Linked DNA regions of Sus scrofa: region 2 is linked to region 1. A link is a contact called in public Hi-C data. All regions are on one chromosome and are shown on one strand. Each heading gives the region's core, a stretch centred on a gene start, on an enhancer-like site or on the middle of the called end of the contact. The rest is flanking DNA. Distances are from core to core; before and after follow the strand shown.

Region 1 (6,377 bases), core at 2,394-4,893:
ACTTGCTAATGAATAAATATATCACTCCACTACTGAATATGAGGTCCTGGCCCCAGAGGGCGACTGCTTGAATCCAGTGAACAGCTCTGCCCCTCTATGTCTGCAGGAAACCCAAGAGAATGTGGTCCTTCTTTCTGCAGGTTTTAGGAAGTTTCTTGGATCATTTCCCCCTAGTGGTCTTTACCCCTGAGGCCAAGGGGACCAGCCTCTCTTTCTCTCTCTCTTTTAAGGAAAACCTCCAACACTGAGGCCCACGACAGGAAAAACAACAATGGGACAGAGATGGCCCCTTGGAGAACGAAAGTTCATAAAAGAATTCTTGAGTCTTGATGCCAAAAACCCAGTCAAGTTAGATTATTTGAGAAAACAGAGCTTGGTCATTTCAGCTAACGTTTGTTACAAACACAGAGCTGGTTATCTCCTCATTAATGACCATTTATCTAGTGTTTTGTAAATCGAAAGCAAAATATCACATGCTTTGCAGGCCACTTATTAGACAAGCACCAGGCAAGCAGCAACGCCTTGCACGACTGGAGGCAGCGTGGAGTCGGGGAGGGCTGGCTGCAGAACCCCGGCTTTGGTTACACCGTTCATTAAAGTATTTAATTTACGACAACGCCCCAGCAAAACTTTTAATTAGTGGAGGGAAAGGCCCAACAGCCAAAACTTATGAGGCGGATGGACTTGTAGAATTCCAAGAGCGAAAAGGGGCCCAACCCTTCACTCTTCCTTCTCCCAGAAACTTGGCAAAATAAATGTCACAAGCATTGCATTTTTCAGGCACCAGTACAGACCAAAGTTACAATCCATACTTTCAAACAAATGGACCTCTCGCTGTAAGATAGGGCTCTAAGATACAGGGGACCATCCAGTGGTCACCCCTGAGTCCCAGCTTTGAGGACCCCCCGCCTCCCCTGGCACTGTGAGCCCCTGCACTGCCAGTCAGAAGTTGAATGCAGACAACCGCAACGGGGCTGGTGCCAGTCTCAAGTGCGGCTTCTGCCCTGGCCCCAAGCCATCTGGTGACAAAGCAACAGGCAGGCAGAACTATGCTAAAAACTTTCAGAGCCCCCACCAAGAATTCTGAGAAAACCAGGAAGGGAAGGGCCTGTCGTCTTTACGTCTTAAAGGTTCAAATTCGCTTACCCCAAAGACCTCTCTGTACCTTTTTAAACTGTCTTCCCTCCCACCAAGCTATCCATTCTTCCCACTGATACTTCTGGCACTCATAACGTCTCCAAAGTTTCCCATCAACCTGTCCTCTTTGGCTCCCAAGACACTTCTGCAAGGATCAAATTCCACGTGTTTAAAAGCTGAGCCAACTTGGGTTGTGGAGTGCAAATACATGAAAAAAGGAACAAAATGTAATGCATATCTAGGAAACATCTTTGAAAAAAAAAAAAAGAAAAACACATACATGCATAATATTGTATCTATACACACACATATTATCTCCAGGTTCAGTCACAACAAAAACAGAAAAAAATCCACCAAACTTCCCACAGAGGAAACCTATAACCACCTTGGGGCAAGCCCAGGGTCTCCCCAAGCCGCTGCCTAGACATAAAAAATCCGAGTTCTAGAGACTCCATTTCTAACCTAAGATAGGAAGGATATATTTAAAACCCTCTACTCACCAGTTGGTTTGAGAAAATCCATCGGGTATCTGGAGTAAGGAGGAGGGGGAGACTCTGGAATTAAAAAAGAAAGAGAAAATAAAGGCCGAGCCATGAGAAAGAGAGATAGAAACTTATGATAACAGAGGCATTCTTTTAGCCCAACTGTTTGTCTTAGCTGTGGGGGTTGGAGGCAGGGCCGCGAGGCGGTGATTGCCTTGATATTTAGCTGTCAGATAAACAAAAGAGGCCGCCTGGCGCCAGCCTCGGCGCTCCGCTCCTCCACGTCTGCGGCCGCCGCCGCCGCGCTCGGCCGGCCCGGCTGGAAACCACCGGCTCTACCGGGGCCGGGCACTTCACAGTTCACAGGGCGGGGGGCGACCAAGCCCCCGCTCGGTCCCAGAACTTCAGATCCGACTCCCGCCGCCGCCCCCCCACCCTGACTCGTCCCCCAGGGGTGCAAATTCACCTTGGCCACCGCAGCTCCTCTCCACACCGCGCGGGGGAACTCGGGGCTCCCCTCTCCCAGCCCACCCGCGAGGTTTACCCCAAGTCCGCTGGTGAACTTGGATTTGTGAACGCCCCGGGTGCACCCCCGCCCCACACAAATATGCAGAGAAAAGGAAAGCAATGCAGGAGGCTGGGATCTCAGCTGAGAAGCCCAGGCCCCAGAGCTGTTAAGGGGCCGTGTCGTCAGGGAGGGCTGGGGCCCGACCCTTCTGCAGTCAGGAACTGTGCTTTCCTGTGCAGGAAGAAAGGAAAAAGCAGAGGGCACCCAACTTCTCCTGACTGCTTGTCCTCTTCCACCCTGGGCTGGCAGAGTTGAGAGCAGATATCCAGCGCCGCCGCCCATCAAACTCTCTTCGCCCCAAAACACAAAGCTACTCCGGACAGGGCACTTTCCCAGCCACTTGTGCCCGACAGGACTCTCCTTATTTACTAAAGGAGCAGGCAGAGACGTTCCAGTCTTTACAACTGCTTCTCCCAGCCTTCCTTGGCGGGCTTGGACCGAATCCAACTCGGCCACACACCTCAACGCCTTTCCGGGTGCAGGGGAGGCGTGACCCCCCCTCCTCCCCCCCACACACTTCTCTCTGCACCCCTTGGTTGATCCGGAAATGAGAAATCTATCTAATTTTTAACCCCCGGTCTGTAGAGTGTGTGCATGAGCAGTGCCCAAAACCCCGCTAGGGGAAACAGAGGAGGAGAAAAAAACTGTAAGGGAACCCCCAGGGAATGCCTTTCCAGGTTCCCCCCAGTCCCTTCTCTACCTTTGTCCCTCTAGTCTTCTCCCAGGAGGGGATGTACTCTCCCCTCTGGCGAGACAGCTGCACAAACACACAGCCGAAGGGGGCTTTTCTTTCACTACTTGAGCGCCAAGGGGAGAGGTGGGTGGGCGCAGAACAACTTCTTACCTAGTTCGCAGAGTCGGCTAAGGTGATGGGGGTTGCAGCACACCAGCTCGGGGTTGATCTTCCCGTAAGATTCACAGCAACACAGCCTCTTGACTTCCGAGGAATGCCTGAGATCCGGCCACCTGAACACTTTGCACAGCAGGAGGGGGAGCGAGTAGGACGAGGGCGGCTGCGCGGGCTGTGAGCCGGCAGGCGCCCCCAGGCCCAGCCTGCAGTCCAGGCGGCCGGGCAGCAAGAGGCACGCCGTGCGCGTACCGCCGCGGGACTCCACGGCCTGGAGCAGCAGCTCCAGCTGCCGTTCCTTCAGTTTCTTAAGCACCGAGTGCGTGAGCGCCTTCAGATCCGCCTCGGCGCCCCCGGCCACGCCGGCGCCCGCGGCTGGGGGGTGGGGATGGTGGTGACCTTTGGCACCTCGCACCGCCTTGCCCAGGCAGCAGCCAGCCCTGCCTGCGCCGCCGCCACCGGCCCCATGTGCCCGGCCGTCCGTCGCCCCTTCTCCCCGCAGCTCGCCTCCTCCACCGCCTCCCCACGCGCCCTCCTCCTCGTCCTCGCCGCCGGGCGCACGGCTCCTCCAGAGACGCCGGACGAGCGCAGATCGTTTGGTCCTGAACATGCGGGGCGAGGAGGCGAGGAGAAAAGTCGTTTGCCGGCTAAGGAGCGAACATGACCTCCGCACACCATGAAGAAGTCGGGCGCCGAGTTGGGGCAGCAGGCGCAGGCGACAGCAGCAGCAGCAGGGGCCCGGGCAGGAGCGGCGGCGGCCCGAGGGGCGCTCCGTGGCATGCGCCAGTCTCCCGGAGGCCGGGGGGCGCGCGGGGGCCCGGAGGCGCCCGCCGGGGCTCGGGGGCCTGCGCTCCGGCTGCCCCACCCCGCGCGGCCCGAGCCGCGCGCTGCTCTCGGGCCCCGGCGCACCCCGGAGGAACGCGGCCGCCGCTTCCCTGGGGGCGGCGAAGCCTACCCCGGTCGGCGCCTCCCCAAAAAGAGGCCCCCCCGCAGCGGCTCCCGAGTGTCGGGCTCGCCAGCCTTGGCTTCCTACATGGAAGATCCGCGGGGGCAAAAAAAGAAAGGCGTTCGGCTGGGCTGCCGGAGGGAGGAAAAAGCCTCTTTTCCCCTTCCTAAGCAACTTAATTTGGGGGTGGGGAGAAGGAGGCAATTAAAAAAAAAAAAAAAAAGGCAGGCACGCGATTTATTTTTTTCTTCTATATCCTTAGTAACCGGATCTCCTTGAATTCCGTGCACACGAAGACTCGGGGGAGGGGGCCGAGTGGACTTCACCCCGCAGGAGATGTTTGGCGAAATAAGGAGGTTCTCTCAAAATCTAAGAACCAAATACGCAAAGCCCAAAATGAAAACCACCACCTCCTCGCACCCCGGAGGTCTGGGGGCGTCTGGCTGGAGCTGGGGTTTAAAAAAAGAAAATGTTTACAAAGTAGAACAAGACGTCTGAGGGGTGGAAAAAAGGTATCCACGAGTTACATTCCCCTTTTTCCTTGCAGAGCCCCACTGGTCTTCCTCTCCTTTTCTTCGGGGGAAAAAAAAAAAAAGCCGTGTATTTTTTTAATCCACAGAAAGCTTTGGCTAGGCTGTTTCAATCCTTCGCATCTGGGTGATTTGGAGGAGTCTCTGGTCTTTCCTCCTGAGCTCCCGGGGGCCCTAGTCCTCGGCGGGGACTTCCTCGGGGCTGGCGGGGGCGCAGGGGCAGAAGATGCTGCGGCGGCGGCTGCGCCCCGCGGGGCTGACAGCGCGGGGGAGGGCGGCGCGGCGGCCGCGGCGGGCCCCTGGCGGGTCGCGCGCTCTCGCCCTCCGCTCGCTAGCGCGGGGGCCGCCGGTGTCCCCTCCCCTGGGAGCCGGGGCTCCCCTTATGGGCTGCTCGCCCCGACAAGGCTGCGTCGGCTGGAGGCCCCGGTGTCCCTCACGCCGCCTTCTCCTCCGAGACTCTCCTCGTCGCGCCCGGGAGCCTCCTTGTCCCCCGTCCGCCCTCTCCTGGCGCTCGAGTCCTTCTGCCGCCGCCGGGGGCTCGCCGCGCCGCACCAGGGACTCCTGGGCCAGGCGCTCGGCAGCTCGGCGCCGGCGGGCTGGCTCTGTCTCGGGCAGCTCTCTCCCGCGCGGCGAGCGGACAGAGCACGGCGCCCGGCTGGCTCGCCTGGCGCGGTTCGGGGACAGGATCCTCCGTGCGCCGAGCAGGCGAGCGAGTGTGCCCTGGGCTCGCCGCCTCCCGCAAGGCCTCCCGCCCCCGCCCCCTTCCCTCCCCCTTCCTCCCCTTCCCTCCCCCGCCCCCAGCCGCTGCCGCCGCCGCCTCCCCCCCACCCCCCGCGGGCCCTCTGCTCTGCTGGTTCCACTGCGCAGTGGCGCGCCCGGCTCCGGCCTCGTCACGTGGCCGTCTAGACACCCTGTCGCTTTAAAAAAAAAAAAAAAAAAAAAGCGATTGTGTTTCGCAAACAACAGATCGGGTTTCTAAAAGCTATTTCTCCCCCCGTTTCCCCCCCCCGCCACCCCCACCCCCTCCCCGGTCTGCGGGGGGGGTGCTAATGGGGGGGCAGATAACGGTGGGGAGCAGAGAAGCTCCTTGAATCGACTGAGAACTGGCAGAATCCGGGGAGAAATGGGAAGACCCAAGAACACGGATCGCGCTTCGCCGGCGAGTTTTTGGAGCGGAACGAGCGGGTCGGTGGCCGGATTTAGACCCAGTCCGAGGAGCTTCGCAGTGGCTGTCCCGTGCGCTTTCGCCCTAATGTTTCATTCATTCGTTTTGCCTTAAAGGCCCTGGCGACATGCCCTGGACCCCGCGCGGGAGGAAAGGGGGAGGAGAGCGCTGTCTCTGTTTAAAAGACATTTACACCGGACTGGACCGAGGCCCTGGGAAGTGTGCGCTAGAGGGAACAGCCGGGCCGCCGAGGGCGGGGAGGCGGCGCGAATGTGACCTCAGCGGCGGCCGCGCGCTCCCTCCCGCCCTCTCCCGCTCCGGGCTCGGGTTTCTAGGACTGCCTGGAGAAGTGTGTCTTGTGCAAATCTCTGGAATGCATTTGGCTGGCTGACGAACTGCGAGGGGCAGTATCCTGGGGGCGGCGGCGGGGAGGGGTGTCGCCCTCCCGCCGCGGGCAGGTTTCCTCTCGAGCCCGGAAGACCTCCGCCACCCCGCCTCCCGGCGCGGGAAGGTTACCTTCCTAGCAGACCTGCCTAGGGCATGCATATGCATGCGTGGCCTGTTTCTGCGCCCTCCTCGGCCCCGCAGCTTTCAAGGTGCTTAAGAGTCAGAGAGTTTATCCCCTTAGCCTGCGTTTTAGAAGAGCGTAGACCCAGCTGGCAAATTACTGCATGGAAATGGGTAAGGCGTTGGTAGGGCAAA
Region 2 (6,377 bases), core at 1,409-3,908, 50 kb after region 1:
AAGAGCATCATTTCTGGACTTCCTAATGTGGCTCAGCAGGTTAAGAAACTGACCAGCATCCATGAGGATGGAGGTTCAATCCCTGGCCTCGCTCAGTGGGTAAGGATCCAGTGTTGCCCTGAGCTGTGGTGTAGGTCGAAGATGTGACTTGGATCCAGGGTTGCTATGGCTGTGTGTGTGTGTGGCCTGCAGCTACAACTCTAATTTGATTCCTAGGTTGGGAATTTCCATATGCCATGGGTGCAGCCCTTAAAAAAAAAAAAAAAAAAAGGACCATTTCTAGAAAAGAAATTAGACAGAGTTCCCTGTTGGCTCAGTGAGTTAAGAAACTGATGCTGTCACCGCTGTGGCAAGGATTCAGTCCCTGGCCTGGGAACTTCCACATGCTCACATGCTGTGAGTATAGCCAAAAAGAAAGAGAGAGATTAGATAAATAAAGACAGCTTGAGAAGCCAGGATCTTCACATTTAACTAACAGCTAACTAACTGTCCTAGGACTCAGCAATGCACTCCACAGCCCCCCGGACAGCCCACCCAGTCCACTGACCACCCCAACCAACTTTGAACCTTGCCCCTCCATGGTGTCCGCAGCTCCCTTATCACCCACCCACTTTCCCTAAAGGCCTCCTAAGCTGTAAATGTTAATAAATCCACTAAGCCCTTCCCAGTGGCTAAACGCTAGCTAGAATCTAATTTCAACAAACAGGGAGTTCCCTTTGTGGCTCAGTGGTTAACGAACCTGATTAGTATCCACGAGGATGTGGGTTCGATCCCTGGCCTCATTCAGTGAGTTAAGGGTCTGGTGTTGCCATGAGCTCTGGTGTGGGTCTCAGACATGGCTTGGATCACATGATGCTGTGGCTGTGGCTGTGGTATAGGCCGGAAGCTGTACCTCTGATGAGACCCCTAGGCTGGGAATTTCCATATTCCGGAGGTGTGGCTCTAGGAGCATAATAAAAATAAAAATAATAATAATAATAATAATAATAATTTCAACATTGATTGAACGTCCACTATCTTCTAGGAGCTCTGCATGTCAGTAACCAAAGCAGATGGATCACTGTTTTCACAGAGTTTACAGTCTAGCAGAAGCATCCCCAAATTTTAGGTTCATCAGAATCAACTGGGAGCTTGTTAAAACACAGAATATGGGCCCCAACCCCAGAGCTCCAGATCCAGTAGGTGTCCAGGGTGAAACATGAGAATTTGCTACTCTAGCAAGTTCCCAGGTGATGCTGATACTGCTGGTCCAGGGACCACAATCTGAAAACCACTGGTCCAGGAAGTCCCCATAGGAACAGGACCCAAGGCAGTGATTTTTCAGGAGAAAAGACTGGTGGTCCAGAAAAACAAGAGTGTTGCTAAGAAGCCAGCAGATGTGGCCTGCAGACTCTTAGCACATCAGAGCCTTGAGATTTCTTCGAAAAAGCCACCAGGCTGGATGAACTGAGATCATTTCTAGGCCTCATTTTCTGGATGGTTAGGTGATCATCATGAGACAGGGATGAGGGCTGGTGATGAGCAAGGGTGGGAAGGTTTGGGCAGAAGATTCTAGAAACCACTGCGGGTGGATCAGCGTTGGCCAAGGGGAAATTTTGGGCCTTCCTCTGCCTCCCCAGCTTGTCTTGGCTTTAGCAGCCTCCTCCTGGGGACCCCTCGCCCCCCGGCCCCCAGACACTGCCGCGGCCTGGCCGGGGCCCGCGAGACCTGGGAGCCGCTACTGCCCACGACACCTACAGTTTTAGAATCTGGAGAGCAGATGCCTCTCCTTGCTAAGCAACTCATGAAACAAACAGTTTGCTTCAGGGCTTTCTTTTTTGAAGCTGACTTTGTTGTTGGGGTGGCAAGATATGTGTACAGATAAACTTCTCAAAGTGATGACATTACAAGAATAATAAAAACGCCACTTCGAACTCTGTCTTTCACTTCGGAGCCACATTCTCCAAAAATAATCATAGATCCATTCCCCGTATCACCAGCTCCAGCGGCTGGGGGTGGAAGCAGGGAAGGGATGCCCCCTGACGGAGAGGTAGCCCTGCTGACAGCTCTCTCTGGGGGGTCGGGAGCAAGTCACCTTAACTTCCAGCGCCTCAGTTCCCCCTTCTTAAAAATTGTAGCTTTCAAGTTCCTTCCCTGGAACCAATTATGTACTTCTATGTATATAGATTTAAACGGGACATTTAGCCAAAGCTTTCTTCAATGGAATTTTCACACCAGTGGAGTTTGTTGTAAATGAATTCAACCTGGATACATATAAGTAAAAAATTTTTTCTTTTGTTATGGTAAGGGGTCAGAGGTTGCTCTCAAAGTTTTGGTGGGGGGAGGACTCTGAAGCTTTCCTAATTTGGGAGGGCATCTCCGTAAGAAAAACCATAGAGAATTACCGACCAAAACTAGGCAGCCACCCCCACTCCCCAACCCCCGCCCCGGGCTGTGAGGAGCTCTGAGGCACAAGCTTCTCAGCTACACAGGCTCTCTTCTCCATGCATGGTTTAAGGCCCACTCTTGTCCTGGGTGAATATCAAAGTCCAGAGGAGTGGAGACTTGTGAGCTGGTACTCTGCAAACCTGAGTGTCTCCAGCGCCCATTCCATCCTGGCCTATGTTTTGGCCTTGACACTGCAGTTGCCAGGCAACCGTCTATCCTATAGGAATTCACACTCGCTCTTCCAGGCAGACGCACATTTAATTTCAGACCCGGAGTGCTCAGTGACGCGGAGTGTCACCAGCCTGCGCCCTCACAGAAATAACCCGAAGCTCTCAGTCAAAAGTAGCTGGGGGAACTGATACCCGCATTTGATCTTATTCCCCTAAAATAGCTTGGCCCTGTTTATGGGGCTGCTGTGAGAGAGGGGACGTGGGAGCCTGGCTGTGCTCACGGCTTCCTCCCTCCCGCTGGGTTCTTGCCTCTCTGCGGCCATCGCCAGAGACACTCAATGACTCAGGGCCCTGAACATGATGTAACACCTCTGGCTCCCGGGCGGGGTGACGGGGAACGTGTGACAGCCTTGGAATTCCAGGCGGGACCCTTGGTGACTGCCTTTCAGTTCTTGACCAAGGTCAGGTGCAGCTGAGAGCTGGGCTCTCCAGACTCCTGATGGGGGCTGGGGAGGGTGTCCTTGTCCCTGGGCCGAAGCTCCCAATGAGGACAGGACGAGCCCTTGGCCCCAAAAGACCACACATCAGTCCATTCTCAACCTCGGTCCTGCACTGGAATCGCCTGTGGAGCTTTAAAAAATATACATGGATCTGATGTAACGGTGAGATCCTCACGGACCGCCCAGGTGGAGAGCCAGAGCTCTTGCCAGATGTCACCTCCCTGACCAGCTGTGGACTTTTCCCTCTTGGCAAGGGTGTCTGGGACCCTGTACACCCCAGACTCTGATATCCCAGGACCCTCCCATGCCTGTCCTGCCCGAACCCCACATTCCTCAGGCTCCCAGGCCCTCACCCAGGCATCAGGTCCTAGCTGCCAGCCTACTGTATGCCCAGCCCACTGTATGCCCAGCCCAGGGCCAGACTCCCCTGGATGGATGCACGTGGCCCTCTAGGGTGCTGGGGAAGAGCTAAGACCCCTTGAAAGTGCTGGACCGGGACTGGGGGGTGGGAGAAGGTGAGACCCTCATGGGGTGGTGGGTAGTGAGGTTAAGAGTTGACTGTTGTGGTGTTTCTGCTGTGGCACAATGGGATTGGTGGTGTTGCTACAGCTCCAGGATGCAGGTTCCATCCCTGGCCCAGTGTGTTAAAAGATCCGGCTTTGCCGCAGCTGCGGCGCAAGAGGCAACAGTGGCTCGGATCTGATCCCTGGCCTGGAAACTCCATCCGTCTCGGGATAGCTAAAAAAGAAAAAAAAAAAAAAAAACAAAATTTGCTGTTGCATTTTGAGACTATAATTAATGCAGTCTGCGTATCAGTAAAATCAAGTGCTAAGCTCACAAATAAGCAAGCATACGCTATTTGCTAAAATCAGATTTTAGAATTTGTTCATTTTCACTGGTCCATTCCTTTTTTATTTTTTTGGTCCTGCCCATGTCATGTAGAATTTCTGGAGCCAGGGATCAAAGCCATGCCACAGCAGTGACCCAAGGTGCATCAGGGACAATGCCAGATCCTTAACTGGTAGAGCCACCAGGGAACACCCAAACTTTCCTTCTTTTTAAAGATCGAATAGCATTCCCTCCTACATGTATACCACATTTTCTTTTTCTTTCTTTCCTTCTTTCTTTCTTTCTTTCTTTCTTTCTTTCTTTCTTTCTTTCTTTCTTTCTTTCTTTCTTCCTTCCTTCCTTCCTTCCTTCCTTCCTTCCTTCCTTCCTTCCTTCCTTCTTTCTTTCTTTCTTTCTTTCTTTCTTTCTTTCTTTCTTTCTTTCTTGGCTTTCTAGGGCCATACCTGTGGCATATGGAGGTTCCCAGGCTAGGGGTCGAATTGGAGCTATAGCCACCGGCCTACACCACAGCCACAGCAATGCCAGATCCAAGCCACATCTGCAACGTACCCCACAGCTCATGGCAATGCTGGATCCTTAACCCACTGAGCAAGGCCTGGGATCGAACCCGAAACCTCATGGTTCCTAGTCGGATTTGTTTCCACTGCCGCATGACGGGAGCTCCCTATACCACATTTTCTTTATTCACTCATCTGTTGATGGACATTTAGGTTTCTTTCACCTCTTGGCTGTTGTGAATCATGCTGCAATGAGCATGTGTGTGCCAATATCTCAGGACTTTCCTTTCAGTTCTGTTGGGCATACCCAGAAGTAGGATTGCTGGATCAGATGATATTTTATTTTTAGTTTTTTGAGGAATCACTCTACTGTTTTCCATAATGGCTGCACCACTTCACATCTCCATCAGCAGTGCTGCTCTAATGTTTCTAATCCCCACATCTTCACCCTCTTCTTTCTTTCTTTCCTTCTTTTTTTCTTTCCTTCCTCCCTCCCTTCCTTCTCTTGCTTCCTTCATTCTTTCTTTATCTCTGGCCATCCTGATGGGTATGAGCAGATATCTCATTGTGGTTTGGACTTGTATTTCTCTAATAATTGAACATCTTATCATATACTTGTTGGCCGTTTATATTATCCTCTTCAGACAACTGTCTATCCAGGCCCTTTCCCTGTTTTTAAAATTGGGTTACTGGGAGTTTCCTTGTGGTGAAGCAGGTTAAGGATCCAGCATTGTTTCTGCAGTGGCCCTGATTGCTGCTATGGTGTAGGTTCCATCCCTGCCTCAGGCATGGCCAAAAAAAATATCGGGTTACTTAGTTTTCAGTTGTTGAGTTGTAGAAGTTCTTTATATATTCTGGATATTAACTCTTTTGCCAGTATATGATTTACAATTCTTCTCTTCCATTTTGTTTACAATTCTTCTTCCATTTTGTAAGTTGCTTCTCATTCCATTTTTTTGCTTTCTTTAATATGCAGTTCCTCGTTTATTTATTTATTTATTTTTTGGCCTCACACAGGGCATGTGGCTCACACCTGAGCCACAACAGTGACAACACCAGATCCTTAACTTGCTGAGTCACCAGGTACACTCCCTTATTCAGTTTTGTTTTTTTTTTTCTTTCAGTTTTTAAATACAATGTGGAGAGGGCCAAATAATTAAAGAACAGAAAAGAATCAATTTCATTTCCTATAATAAAATTCGGACCTCCAAATTGAAATAAAAATCAAAGCAACATTACACCTACCAACTAATTCTAGCGACAAGTGTAGTACATTTTTTAGAAAAGATGTTGCTTGTTGGGGCCCTACCCTTGGATCACCCCCACTGGACCTCGCATAGAGTCACATGGACGCCCTGCCATCCAGAGGAGCAAGGTGATGGTCCATCCTGCATAGAAGAAAATTCTAGATCTCAGGTCCCAGGAGGAGGAAAGTGGTGGGGGCTTCTTGGTTGCATTTAGCCCCCTGCAGCCCCACTGGCAGCCACTCAGGGCCCAGGGCCCTAGGGGAACCTGGCTCATCACTCAAAGTTGAGGGAGATGATGGTTAATTTTCTGTGTCAACTTGGCTATGCTTAAGGGATGCCCGGTTGCTGGTCAAACATTATTTCTGGCTGGGTCTGTGAGGGTGTCTCCAGAAAAGATTAGCATTTGAATTAGTGGATTGAGTGAAGAAAATCCCCGTCATCAATGAGGTGACTAGCATGCATAAGGGCAAAGGTTCGATCCCTGGCCTCACTCAGTGGGTTAAGGATCTGGCGTTGCCGTGAGCTGTGGTGTAGGCCACAGACGCAGCTCAGATCTGGCATGGCTGTGGTGTAGGCCAGCAGCTGTAGCTCCGATTGGACCTTCCCTTCCCACCCTATTTAAAACTTCAACTCTGTAATGTCGATTACTGTCTAATGTTTCGTATAATTTACTTAAGATGTTTCCTG

The links. A called contact is a pair of places that touch in the nucleus more often than the background predicts.
Region 2: a contact with region 1 is called in a Hi-C map of heart right ventricle, with 2.3 times the contacts expected there. The contact joins the enhancer-like site here to the promoter of SMAD7 in region 1. A contact is called at or near these places in 4 of 47 Hi-C or Micro-C datasets (embryonic fibroblasts, epiblast stem cells, fetal heart ventricle and 1 more).

Annotation. Positions count from the first base shown.
Region 1 is chr1:98,538,672-98,545,048 of Sscrofa11.1, forward strand. SMAD7 (SMAD family member 7) reads right to left here and starts at 3,644. Exons shown (of 4, transcript NM_001244175.1): 1 at 3,032-3,644; 2 at 1,638-1,691. The coding sequence starts at 3,644.
Region 2 is chr1:98,589,178-98,595,554 of Sscrofa11.1, forward strand. No RefSeq gene overlaps it. Among named protein-coding and RNA genes, the nearest start is that of SMAD7, 50 kb to the left of the region's middle. Within about 2 kb of position 2,659, at least 22 of the 83 cell types and tissues checked have an H3K27ac peak or open chromatin away from gene starts, as enhancers often do.